Regions from separate parts of the Mus musculus genome. Here region 2 is linked to region 1. The links are chromatin contacts, called in public promoter capture Hi-C maps. All regions are on one chromosome and are shown on one strand. The core of a region is the stretch at or near the end of the contact, and the rest is flanking DNA. Distances in the headings are between cores, read along the strand shown.

Region 1 (5,737 bases), core at 1,159-3,658:
AAATTTTTTTTTTGAAGACAAATCTCCATCCTCGTTTCTTGTTTCATTTGTGCATGAAGATGCTTGAAAGCGAATACTCTACTCATCACACCAACTACAGTCCTTCTAAGAACAGTGCCTAGGATAGATGTGTCAGAACCACACAAAGGCTTTGAGAACCTCCCTTCCTAACCTCTACCTGACTAACCACAGTCCACCCACTCTCACAAACCTCTGTCCAACAGTGAATACACTCCTCTAACCTGCTAGAGCCTTACTAACACTAGCCAAGCAGGACCTCATCTTGTGAGAAGTTTCCTTTTGGAAGGTGCACTGTCCTCCGTGATTCTGAAATCACCAGTTACACTCTAGTTCAGCTCTCTCAATCTCTGCACGTAAGCATTTGGGGGGGGTGGGGAGGGCCAAATCTTTGGCATCTTATACCACATTCTTTTCTTTCTTTCCTGGTTTGTTTGTTTTTGGAGACAGAGTTTCTCAGTGGAGCCCTGGCTGTCCTGGAACTCAGAGATCTGCCTGCCTCTGCCTCCAAAGGCAGTCCGCATGCTGTCACCTTCCTCTCTTTCATTTATTCTGGTTACATTTACTTCATGTGGAACTTGACTTGGCTTCCTTAGAACCTGATTTCTTTTCAAAAAAAAAAGCTTGCCAATATGGCTAACAAACACAAGAAATTCCTCTAAATATAGCACATGTTCACATTTCAACACAATTTAAGAAAACTGAATGCACACAATCACTTTAACATAAGTAAAAAAAAATAGTCATAAAACAATGACTATAACAATTATTGATACTGGAAATAGTCACAGCTAGGATCTTTTTTTTTTTTAAGATAAAATTCTATCCTGTTGCTATTATATAATGGCAAAAAGGCACAGCTAGGATCTTTTTTTTTTTTTAAGATAAAATTCTATCCTGTTGCTATTATATAATGGCAAAAAGGCTTTTAGGAATGGAGGGAGAAATACAAAAATATTTTCTATAGGTCTTTCAGTGGGAGGAATTCAGTAATTTCTGGCCAGGGCAGGATGGAAAAGCACATGGCTAATGGAAGGCCGAGGCCCTCTTCAGAAAGGGAAGACGAACCACTCACAGTGCAGTAGGTGTACACGGACTCAAGTAAAAGCTGAATTGCCAAACCACTATTCACCCACACACGGCAAGTGTCAAGGAGTTTAAAATAAATCGGCCACCTCTAAAGTAGTATTTTTCCTTTGCACTTGCAAATTTCCACATAGACCAGCCATTCTCTAGAACCAGGACGGAGGGTTACAGGACAGTAACAAGGATCACTTCTCACCAACTACAAACCATCCACTTACTTCATTAGCACACTTTCTTACCACACTTAAGTGAAAGTTTCGATAGGGAAACTCAAAACCCAGCAGGTACTTTTGGTATCCTAAAGATGAACACGTCTGAGCGTGCACATTGCAGACAGACAGGTCAGTTCCAAATACTGATTTCACCGAATATTTTGCATTTAAGGAGCGTCTTCTCTTTAGGGGGGAAAAGCATTGCTTACGTACTCATTGAAGCCATCACTGTTTTTCGAACAGGACATACTAAGCTTCTTAATACAATCTCCCCAACTAGTGGACAGCCTCTGACTTCGTTTCTACAGTTAACAGCTGATTCGCGACTGGCGTAACAAAGTGAAACTGTAAACAATCCCTGCAAACCCCACGTGATTAAAAAAAATTAAGCCCCGCGAGATCATTTCTAAGAGGAAGAAAGCCTTTCTAAAGCCAGTTTGATTGTGGTGGCGGGTCTGTTCCTCGGCGGCCCTTCCCCGTGGCGTGGGCAGACAGAGGCAGACGTGCAAAACCCACAAACCTAAGCAAAACCCGTAGTTACAAACATTAAAATTATGTTCACAGGTCGCGAGGCCAGCAGGCCCTCGGGGGAGACGGATCAGCTGGCTGCAGAAACCGGAGTGTGCGAGGCTCCGGGACAAAGACCGGCGACCTCGGGCCCTCGCACCGTGCGGCCTGACGGGCATCGCAGCGGCTCGGCCCGCCAGCCTCCCGCCACCCCCAGGACCGACCTCCCGCTCCTGGGGCGCCGCCTGCCCTGTCCGGGACCCGCAGGGCGCCCGGGACCGCAGCTGTTGGGCTTAGAACCGCGCCGTCGCCGGCGGGCTCCAAACGGCCAGGCCCCGTCCGAGAGGGCGGACAGCGGAGCGCGGTCCCCTCGGCGCGGCGGCCGGTCGGAGCTCGCTCGGGCCGCTTCCCACCCGCCTCCGCCCTGGCCACGCACCCTCACGCCAACCTACCCGGTCCCACACCATCCCAGAGGCCTCCGGCGCTCGGGCCTTTCTGCCGAAGCGGCGCTGCCTCCCGTCCGGGGCCTGAAATGGCTGCGGAACAAAGAGAATCCGGGCTCCGGCGAGCGCCGGTCCGATTGGCCGGGGGGCGGAGCCCGGCGCGGGAATCTTCGGCGGCGGTCGCCTTGGCAACGGCGACGGGGCTGGGAAAACTGCGGCCTGGGCCTGCTGGCCTGCGTCGGGAAGGCGGGCGGGCGGGCGGCGCGCCCCAGCGGTTTTCACCAAGCGGGGTCCCGGGGTCGACGCCTCGGCCCCGTGCCCGCCTCACACCCCCTCGCGCCCACTGCAGCCCCCACAAGCCAGCCTGGGGCTCAGTCGCGGCCTCCGCTGCCCAGCCCGTTGAGTGTGAACGCCCAGATGCACGGCCCTTCCGGCGGCAGGTGACGTGCGTGCCCGGAGTGCACTCGTGTCCCCCCCGGGAGACCGCCGAGCCCAGAGCCCGGCGACACCCACCAGGCCGCTCGTCCCACAGTCGAACTGTTACAGCTTTCCTGGGACAAGGCAGAAGGGTGTGGGCGGACGGCGGCCCCCTTGATAACACAGGGGCTTCTGAAATGTGCTGATGTAGCACGAAACTACCATATAAAACCAAATGAAATGATTTAGAAAATTAGGTTTACATCTCTAGGTATGTTTCTACTATAAAGCTAGTTCCCTGAGCTTGGAGATAATAAGCTCTCCTCTCTCCTTATACAGCCACCACCAGAGAGGTACTGTAACTTCAAGCTGAAAGTGTTTTAAAATGGGAGAGGTAGGCACTTTTCAAGCCAGTTGCAATAATGGTAATGAAGAGAGGTGAATTGTTCTTCCCAGTGGTAGCACACGCTTTTAATCCCAGCACTTGGGAGGCAGAGTCAGGCAGACTTCTGAGTTCAAGGCCAGCCAGGGCTATACTGAGAAACCCGGTCTTGGAAGAATCGTTCTTCCCTGCCTGGTTATTTTTACACAAACTTACCACGTATGAGTATTTTAAATATGCACAGCAAGGTGGTCCTTTTTTCTGAGTGAGTGGCCAGCGAGAATTATCTTCACATCAGTGCTTTCAACTGCCTTAGTGTTACATACTTCTTGTTTAGGCAGTGATTGCTCTCCATACACTTTACAGGTAAAATTATTGTACCTAATTCTTGAAAAATGCTAAATATTTACAACTTATTTATTAAGAAGCTTAAAAATCTTCACTTGTAATACTTTTTAGTGTTACAATTAGCTTAACTCAAAGTTTGAGACTAAAAGATGGTTTTTATCATCAGAAAGCTGAAAATTGAAAGGGAAAATATTTAAAATTACTAAAATATGGCCAGGCATGGCAGCCCACACTTTTAGTCCCATCACTCCAGAGGCAGAGGCAGACAGATTGCTGAGTTCCAGGCCAGCCTGGCCTACACAGAGAAACTTTGTCTCTATCAAATAAAATAAACATTTTTAAATGTTGATTTAATAGAAGTTAGATAGAGTAGTGTTCTTGGAAAGGAATTTTCTAAGAAGGAATATGTCCTAAGAAAAACAATTTAATGTAAACCTTCCTCCAGAGCAGTTTGGTGAGTCTGCAAAAAAATTTACTGCAAGGAAAAATGTAAACAGGTCTTATTTTATACTTAAAAGCTTTCATTGTAGAGTAGAGACTTGTAAAAATCAGATGATTGTGTGATTGTGGTAACTGAATCTTACATTGCTGGAGATTTAAAAAATAAAATAGCATTAAAATCTATAAGATTAGGGGCTGGGAAAATGGTTCAGAGGGTAACAGCCTTTGTTTTTGCAGAGGACCTGGGTTTTAGTCTCCAACCATGAGGTAGCTCATAACCGTTCATAATTCCAGTTCCAGGGGTCCAATGCCCTGCTGACCTCCACAGACACTAGGCATTCCCATGATGTGCGTGGCAGCAAAGCACTCATACACATAAATAAAACTAAAGATGAGCAACTAAGGATTGTTGTAGGACCTACACCAAGCAATGAAGAAGAATTTACCTAAATACTACTTTGGGAATAAACAAAGCTAACTGGAAGGAGGAAGGATTGAATATTAATTAGTATATATAAAAGGATTTATTCCCTTGAATTCTTTTTAAAGAAAAACATTTTTTTTTTGGTATTTTATTTTTGGTACTTTTTGGTATTAAAGGTATGTGTTACCACCACCCCACATGAATTTTTCTTTAGGCAGGGCATGGTGGCGCACACCTTTAATCCCAGCACTTGGGAGGCAGAGGCAGGCGGATTTCTGAGTTCAAGGCCAGCCTGGTCTACAAAGTGAGTTCCAGGACAGCCAGGGCTACACAGAGAAATCCTGTCTCGAAAACAACAACAAAAAATTCTTGGTTATTAGATATTATAAAGTTGAGATGGGGCTGGAGAGATGACTCAGTGGTTAAGAGCACTGATTGCTCTTCCAGAGGACCTGAGTTCAATTCCCAGCAACCACATGGTGACTCACAACCATCTGTAATGGGATCCGAAGCCCTCTTCTGGTGTGTCTGAAGAGAGTGACAGTGTACTCACATACATAAAATAAATAAATCTTTTTTTAAAAATTGGGATGAGATAATCTAAGAATCTATTCTTTCATTGGATTGAAATGAGAATGTGACTATACAGAGATTCTGGGTAGAGATGCTTTAAATAAGTGATCTTTGACTCTGATCTTAAGCTAAAACTACTCTTACTCATCTTAAGGCTTATGACCATATGTGATTTAATTTTTCTTTTCTGCTATTTTTTTCCTTAGTGTACAGGATACCAGCTACTGCGTGATGTTTCCTCTTTACGTTTCATGTGGTGAAACTCTGCAGACATGTTGGCATTTTTCAATGACATATACTGAAATTTAAGATGGTAATAAACTTTGCTTTTAACCTTAAAACCTTTCTGTTCTTTAGTTAGTTCCTCTTTTTTTTTTTTTTTTTTTTTTTTTTTTTTTTTTGGTTTTTGGAGACAGGGTTTCTCTGTGTAACCCTGGCTGTCCTGGAACTCACTCTGTAGACCAGGCTGGCATTGAACTCAGAAATCCGCCTGCCTCTGCCTCCCGAGTGCTGGGATTAAAGGCATGCACCACCACGCCCGGCTTAGATTATTTTTAAATTACAATATATTTAATAAACATATTTTATAGCAAATATATTAAGTATTTAATAATTATTAGCACAATTATTTTATTAATTATTAGTAATAAATCATTACTAATGCTACATAGAAGCTCACTAAGATAGAGCTGGAGTAGTACCTGAAGTAGGCAAGCTTTAAAATAGAGTACTTCTCAGAACCATTTTTCAGTTGTGCCCCTGGAAAGACACTGTTGTCTTACCCAACCTTCTTTCCTTCTTAACTCTTGATTCTGTTTAGCACTACACAGTTTAAGGAATTGTCTTCTGCTTTGAAACATCTCCAGATTAACATTAAGGAAAATCT
Region 2 (5,485 bases), core at 2,569-5,068, 58 kb after region 1:
TCTCTCTCTCTCTCTCTCTTTCTTTCTTTCTTTTTTTCTTTTCTGAGACAGGGTTTCTCTGTATAGCTCTGGCTGTCCTGGAACTCATTTTGTAGACCAGGCTGGCCTTGAACTCAGAAATCCTCCTGCCTCTGCCTCCCAAGTGCTGGGATTAAAGGTGTGTGCCACCACGCCCAGCAAAAGACAGCATTTTCAACAAATGGTCCTGGTTCAACTGGAGGTCAACTAGTAGAATACAAATTGATCTGTTCTTATCTCTTTGATCAAAGCTCAAGTTCAAGTGGGTTAAGGACCTCCACATAAAACCAGATACACTGAATCTTTTTTTTTTAAATCTTATCTTTTTTTTTTTTTTTTTTTTTTTTAAAGACAGGGTTTCTCTCAGGTAGCCCTGGCTGTCCTGGAACTCACTCTGCAGACCAGGCTGGTCTTGAACTCAGAAATCCGCCTGCCTCTGCCTCCTGAGTGCTGGGATTAAAGGCGTGCACCACCAACACCCGACTCAGATACACTGAATGTAATAGAAGAGAAAGTGGGAAAGAGCCTTGAACACATGTGGGGGAGGGGGTATTTCCTGAACAGAATGCCAATAGCTCAGGCTCTACGATCAGGAATTGACAAATGGGACCTCATAAAATTGAAAAGCTTGCAGTAAGGCAAAGGACACTGTCAACAGGACGAAATGGCAACCCACAAATTGGGAAAAGATCTTTACCAATCCTACACGCGATAGAGGGCTAATATCCAATATATACAAAGAACTCAAAGAAGTTAGACTCCAGAGAACCAAGTGACCCTATTTAAAAATGGGGTACATAGCTAAACAAAGAATTCTCAACTGAGGAATACCAAATGGTTGAGAAGCACCAAAGAAATGTTCAATATCCTTAGTTATCAGGGAAATGCAAATCAAAACGACCCTGAGATTCCACCTCACACCAGTCAGAATGGCTAAGATAAAAAAAACTCCAGCAGCAGCAGATGCTGGTGAGGATGTGGAGAAGACACTCCTCCATTGCTGGTGGGACCGCAAGCAGGTACAACCATGTGGAAGTCAGTCTGGTGGTTCCTCGTAAAATTGGAAGTCGTTTTACCTGAAGACGTAGCTATACCATTGCAGGGAATATACCCAAAAGATGCTCCAACATATAACAGTGAGCTCTTTTCAAAATCAATTAATGGGGGCTGGAGAGATGGCTCAGTGGTTAAGAGCACTGACTGTTCTTCCAAAGGTCATGAGTTCAAATCCCAGCAACCACATAGTGGCTCACAACCATCCATTATGAGATCTAACACTCCCTTCTGGTACATCTGAAGACAGTGACAGTGTAACAGTGTGTACTTAGGTATAATAATAAAATAGATCTTTAAATCAATTAATATACTTACTTTTAGGTATTTATTATATCATCAGGTAGCTTGGTGTTGTTATGCAAACATAACACACCATGCTTGCACAAACTAGATGATAAGGCTTCTTGCACCCAGGCTGCAGACCTGTACAGGACACTACTGTGTTGTACCTTGCAAGCCATTATAACACAAAGGTAAGTAGGTGCTTGTGAATCTAAACATAGAAAAGAGTACAGTAAAAAATAGTGTGAATAGGAACGAACAGCTGTACTGTGATATCAGGGGCCCGCCATCACAAGCAGGGCTGGCCACTGGCTACAATAACACACGGTAGGGCTTGAATGCTCTTTAGGCTTCCTGGGTCATGTTAGGGATATTTTGGTGCTTGTTTTTCTTGAACATCTGCACACAAAAGTAGAAGACTCACTTAGTGCTGTGGTGAATGCACACACACACACACACACACACACACGTATATTATATGTATATGTATGTGTATGTATACATATGTATATATAATCTTTGCATATGGGATTGGCTTAGAAGTTGAGATTTTCTGACCCTCTCCCTCTTAGACCTCAGGGCCTTTCTGTCTGTCACTGAGCTGTGAGTCTGCTGAGATGGTTCCCAGGTAGCTGGAATGGCTGATGAAGATCAGCTTTAAGTAGCTCATCCTCTCCGTGTACACCCTGGTTAGCTGAGTAGGGCCTGTACAGGGGTTTTCAGGAACTCTGACAAGTTAGATTCAGAAGCAAAGGAACCCAGGAGAAACAGAATGTATCCTGGGCACCCATCAGGGAAGGCCTCCTCCTTTAGAGTGGCTTCAGTTCCAACCTCTGAAGAAACATAAAAACAAGCAATTTCTTTTTATTTTGCCTTGTGGAAATTTATGTGTCTCTTATAACCAGAAAGAAGAAGAAGAAAAAAAACCCCACATTTCTGTAGTCTGCTACAAACATCTCTTCTTTGGAAGATGAGCCAGCAGCACCTAGGAAAAACTGAGTCCAGGACACCAAGGGCTCAGGAATCCTGCTCTCAAGGTCTTTCCCCAGAAGAGCTCTTGAGGGAGATTGTTCACACTGTGTCGCCTGGTCTCCCTGGCAAGCCTGGTATATGCTCAAACCCAGCCCTGCCAAACCCACCCACCAGGATAACCTCAAGCACGTGATGGGTTCTCAGTGCCTGCTTTCATCCTCCATGGCCTGAGGATAATGATTTAATCCTTACAGAGTTTTGTGGGGTTAAGTAAATTAATATGTGTAGGGTGTGATCAGCTGGGTTATGTTTCTGTGACTGTGGCAACTCTACTAGTGAAAAACAAGTCACTCTAGACCTCTCTCAGGAAAGGGCATATGACAAGTTGTGACAGTGTGGCATCCTAGATAGAACAGGCGTGTAAGCAACCCAGATCTACATTCATCTGCAGGCAGGAACCTAAGAAATAGTGTAGAGAGAGAAACATATGCGCTATGAACTTGTGCTTGCAATACAAACAAAACGGAACTTCTGGCTTAGGGATACATAGATAGCAAAGGACAAAGACAATCCAAAGAATGGGGGTGGGGAGTTGGGAGTGGGCTCAGGCTAGCAGGTAGGGAGATGGAATTGGGAAAAAGCTTCATTATCTTTAGAAAGATCTTATACTTAATAAAATGACCGAGCATGTTGGCACTGGTCTACATAACAAATTTCAGGCCAGGACTACACAGTGAGACTCTGTCTCAAAAAGAAAAATAAAAACTAAACTTAATAAATTGGGTGGAAGTTCATGGAAGAACGGGGGTTGGAGGGATGGTTCGGCTGTTAAGAGCAGTGGCTGCTCTTCCAGAGGGTCTGGGTTAGGGTCCCAACATCCACATGTAGACTCCAACTACCTGTAACTCCAGTTCCAGGGGACCCAATGTCCGCTTCTGCCTTCTCAGGTACCAGGCAAAACATCCTATACATGTAAAATAGAGTACAATAAATAAGTGACTCTAAGCAAGGTTATGGCCAATTTCATTTACTTTCCCCAAGTTTCAATTAGGCTTGAACATGGATGGAGCTTAGGAATGAATGAATCTGTGGACGGCTTTACTTCCAAAAGTCACAGCAAGCGTAGCCAGCTTCTTCGGCAACAGCAGATGCACTGCCTGCTGGATATCTCCTGGGGTGAGGGTACAGCGCTTTCTGAGGAACATCTGCTGGCAGGCTTCCGTAGCAATGCGTTCGAAGATGTCATTGATGAGGATGTTCATGATGTCCACAGAATAGGATGATATACCCCTGTTAGGGACAACTTCCTTCAGGACTCTGTTTATGTAAAGGGAGTAATTTCCATGGCCCAAATTGATGCTAGAGCAACGTGAGTGCTTTCTATACAATGGTCTTAGATGTCTTTTGATGTAGCATTGTCTTTTGAAGGTGGGCTTGGCCATTGTAGATGTTGTTTCTCCTTGTCCTTTAGGAATGGAGAGGAGAAGGGCCAGAGGATGTCGGTTGGCTGTCCTACTTATAGTGATGTGTCACAGTCATGTTACCAGAGCTCCTCTCTGATTGGTACTTACTTTCCTATGTCACAGACACATAGCAACAGAGCCTCCGACCTGTTGCTGAGGAGAAAGTGGCTCCCCTTGGGCTCTCCTCAGAGTGGGAGGGTAGTACAAGGACTGAGGCCAACCTCAAGCTGAGAAGGAGAGTGTTCAGGCTCTCTGCTTTTTATTCCATAGTAATTTGCAACCATCCTATACAATTTAATCAGAACTGAACAAAAGCTTGCCAAAGTCGGTGGTTGGTATAACAATAGGAAAACAAAACAAAAACAATGTTAGCTTTTTGTGTGTGTAAGTCATTACTTACACAAACATGCATAAACTCATATAATAACCATTGGGCAAAGGTGCTGGTCACCAAACCTAAACATTTAAGTTTGATCCCCAAGACCTATAGTAGAAGGAGAGAGCCAACTTCTGAAAGTTGTCCTGACTCCCAAGCATATGCCATGACACACAGGTACTCTCTCTCTCTCTCTCTCTCTCTCTCTCTCTCTCTCTCTCTCTCTTTCTCTCTCTCACACACACACACACACACACACACACACACACACACACATCTCTCTTTGTCTCATACACACAGAAGTAAACATAACAAAACCAAAATAGCAACAACCTATTTGAGACCTTTATTTAGCCAATGAAGTCTAGTACTTAGCAGATAAAACAGCAAGGCTTCCACATTGCACCTCACACATGCTGACCCCAAGTGGGGAAATCTTGACTGCATAGTTTGTGGTAGTGGGAGACCATATTCCCAGTCCTCCCTCTAAAAAGAGTCGACCATTTCATTTTCATGATGTTGGCTCCTTAGGAGCCAACTGAAGAATTCAAAACTCCCATCTCTTATTGTTTAGATTATGATATGAACTGTGTTCATTAACCTTCTACAATGAGAACATCATTCTTGTATATTTTATAGCCTTAGTGACACAGTTTGCTGTTGCTTGATATTGTAGCTCTGTCATTAGCCCAAAGACACTTTGTTGGGTCATTCTTGCCATGTGTCATGTTGGTATTCATTTAAGAAATCCTCATATGCTTTCTTAATCAAATCTACCCTTGAGTAAAATAAAAAAGAAGTAACTATGACAATAACTCATGAGCATTTCAATTATTCATGATGGCCACTGCTATTAATAGTCTCATTAAATGTCCTTCGAAATGAGTTTCTGCCCTAGGAAGGCAGAGAGCTGTGTGTAGCTTCCAGAAAGCTGTTTCTCCTCTGTTTCTTCTACTTAAATATAGGAGGGAAGACAGTATGATGGCAAGTAACTTTAAATTAGCTCTAATTTCTTTTTTTTTCTTCTCCCACCCTCCAGAACCCTGCCTCTAATTTCTTTAAAAAAAATATGTGTGTGTGGATGTCTGCTGGTATGTATGTGCGTACACCATATTCATGTCCCTGGTGCCCGAGGAAGCCAGAAGAGGATATTGGATCACCTGAACTGGAGTCACAGATGGTTGTGAGCTGCCACATAGGTGCTGGAAATCAAACATATGTCCTCTTGAAGAGCAGCCAGTGCTCTAAACTGCTCTTCCATCTTTTCAGCCCCTGGCTCTAATTCCTGAAGATGGCAGGCCTTTTGTGCAAATGTGAA

What was found. Capture Hi-C pulls out chosen DNA fragments and counts their contacts.
Region 2: a contact with region 1 is called in a promoter capture Hi-C map of adipose tissue. The contact joins the promoter of H2bl1 here to the promoter of Tnpo1 in region 1. A contact is called at or near these places in 6 of 39 promoter capture datasets (the C10 cell line, embryonic stem cells, epiblast stem cells and 1 more), 8 of 484 Hi-C or Micro-C datasets (conventional dendritic cells, embryonic stem cells, morula and 1 more), 11 of 115 datasets of contacts at active chromatin or transcription factors (bone marrow-derived macrophages, embryonic stem cells, pro-B cells and 1 more) and 4 of 9 other capture datasets (adipose tissue, embryonic tail, liver and 1 more).

The regions. Positions count from the first base shown.
Region 1 is chr13:98,923,976-98,929,712 of GRCm38.p6, forward strand. It overlaps Tnpo1 (transportin 1), which reads right to left and starts at 2,409. Exons shown (of 24, transcript NM_178716.3): 1 at 2,276-2,409. The coding sequence starts at 2,290. It overlaps Gm52051 (translation initiation factor IF-2-like), which reads left to right and starts at 437. Exons shown (of 2, transcript XR_003950643.1): 1 at 437-3,431; 2 at 5,058-5,186.
Region 2 is chr13:98,980,747-98,986,231 of GRCm38.p6, forward strand. H2bl1 (H2B.L histone variant 1) reads right to left here and starts at 3,819. Exons shown (of 1, transcript NM_027064.1): 1 at 3,344-3,819. The coding sequence starts at 3,770. The coding sequence ends at 3,399.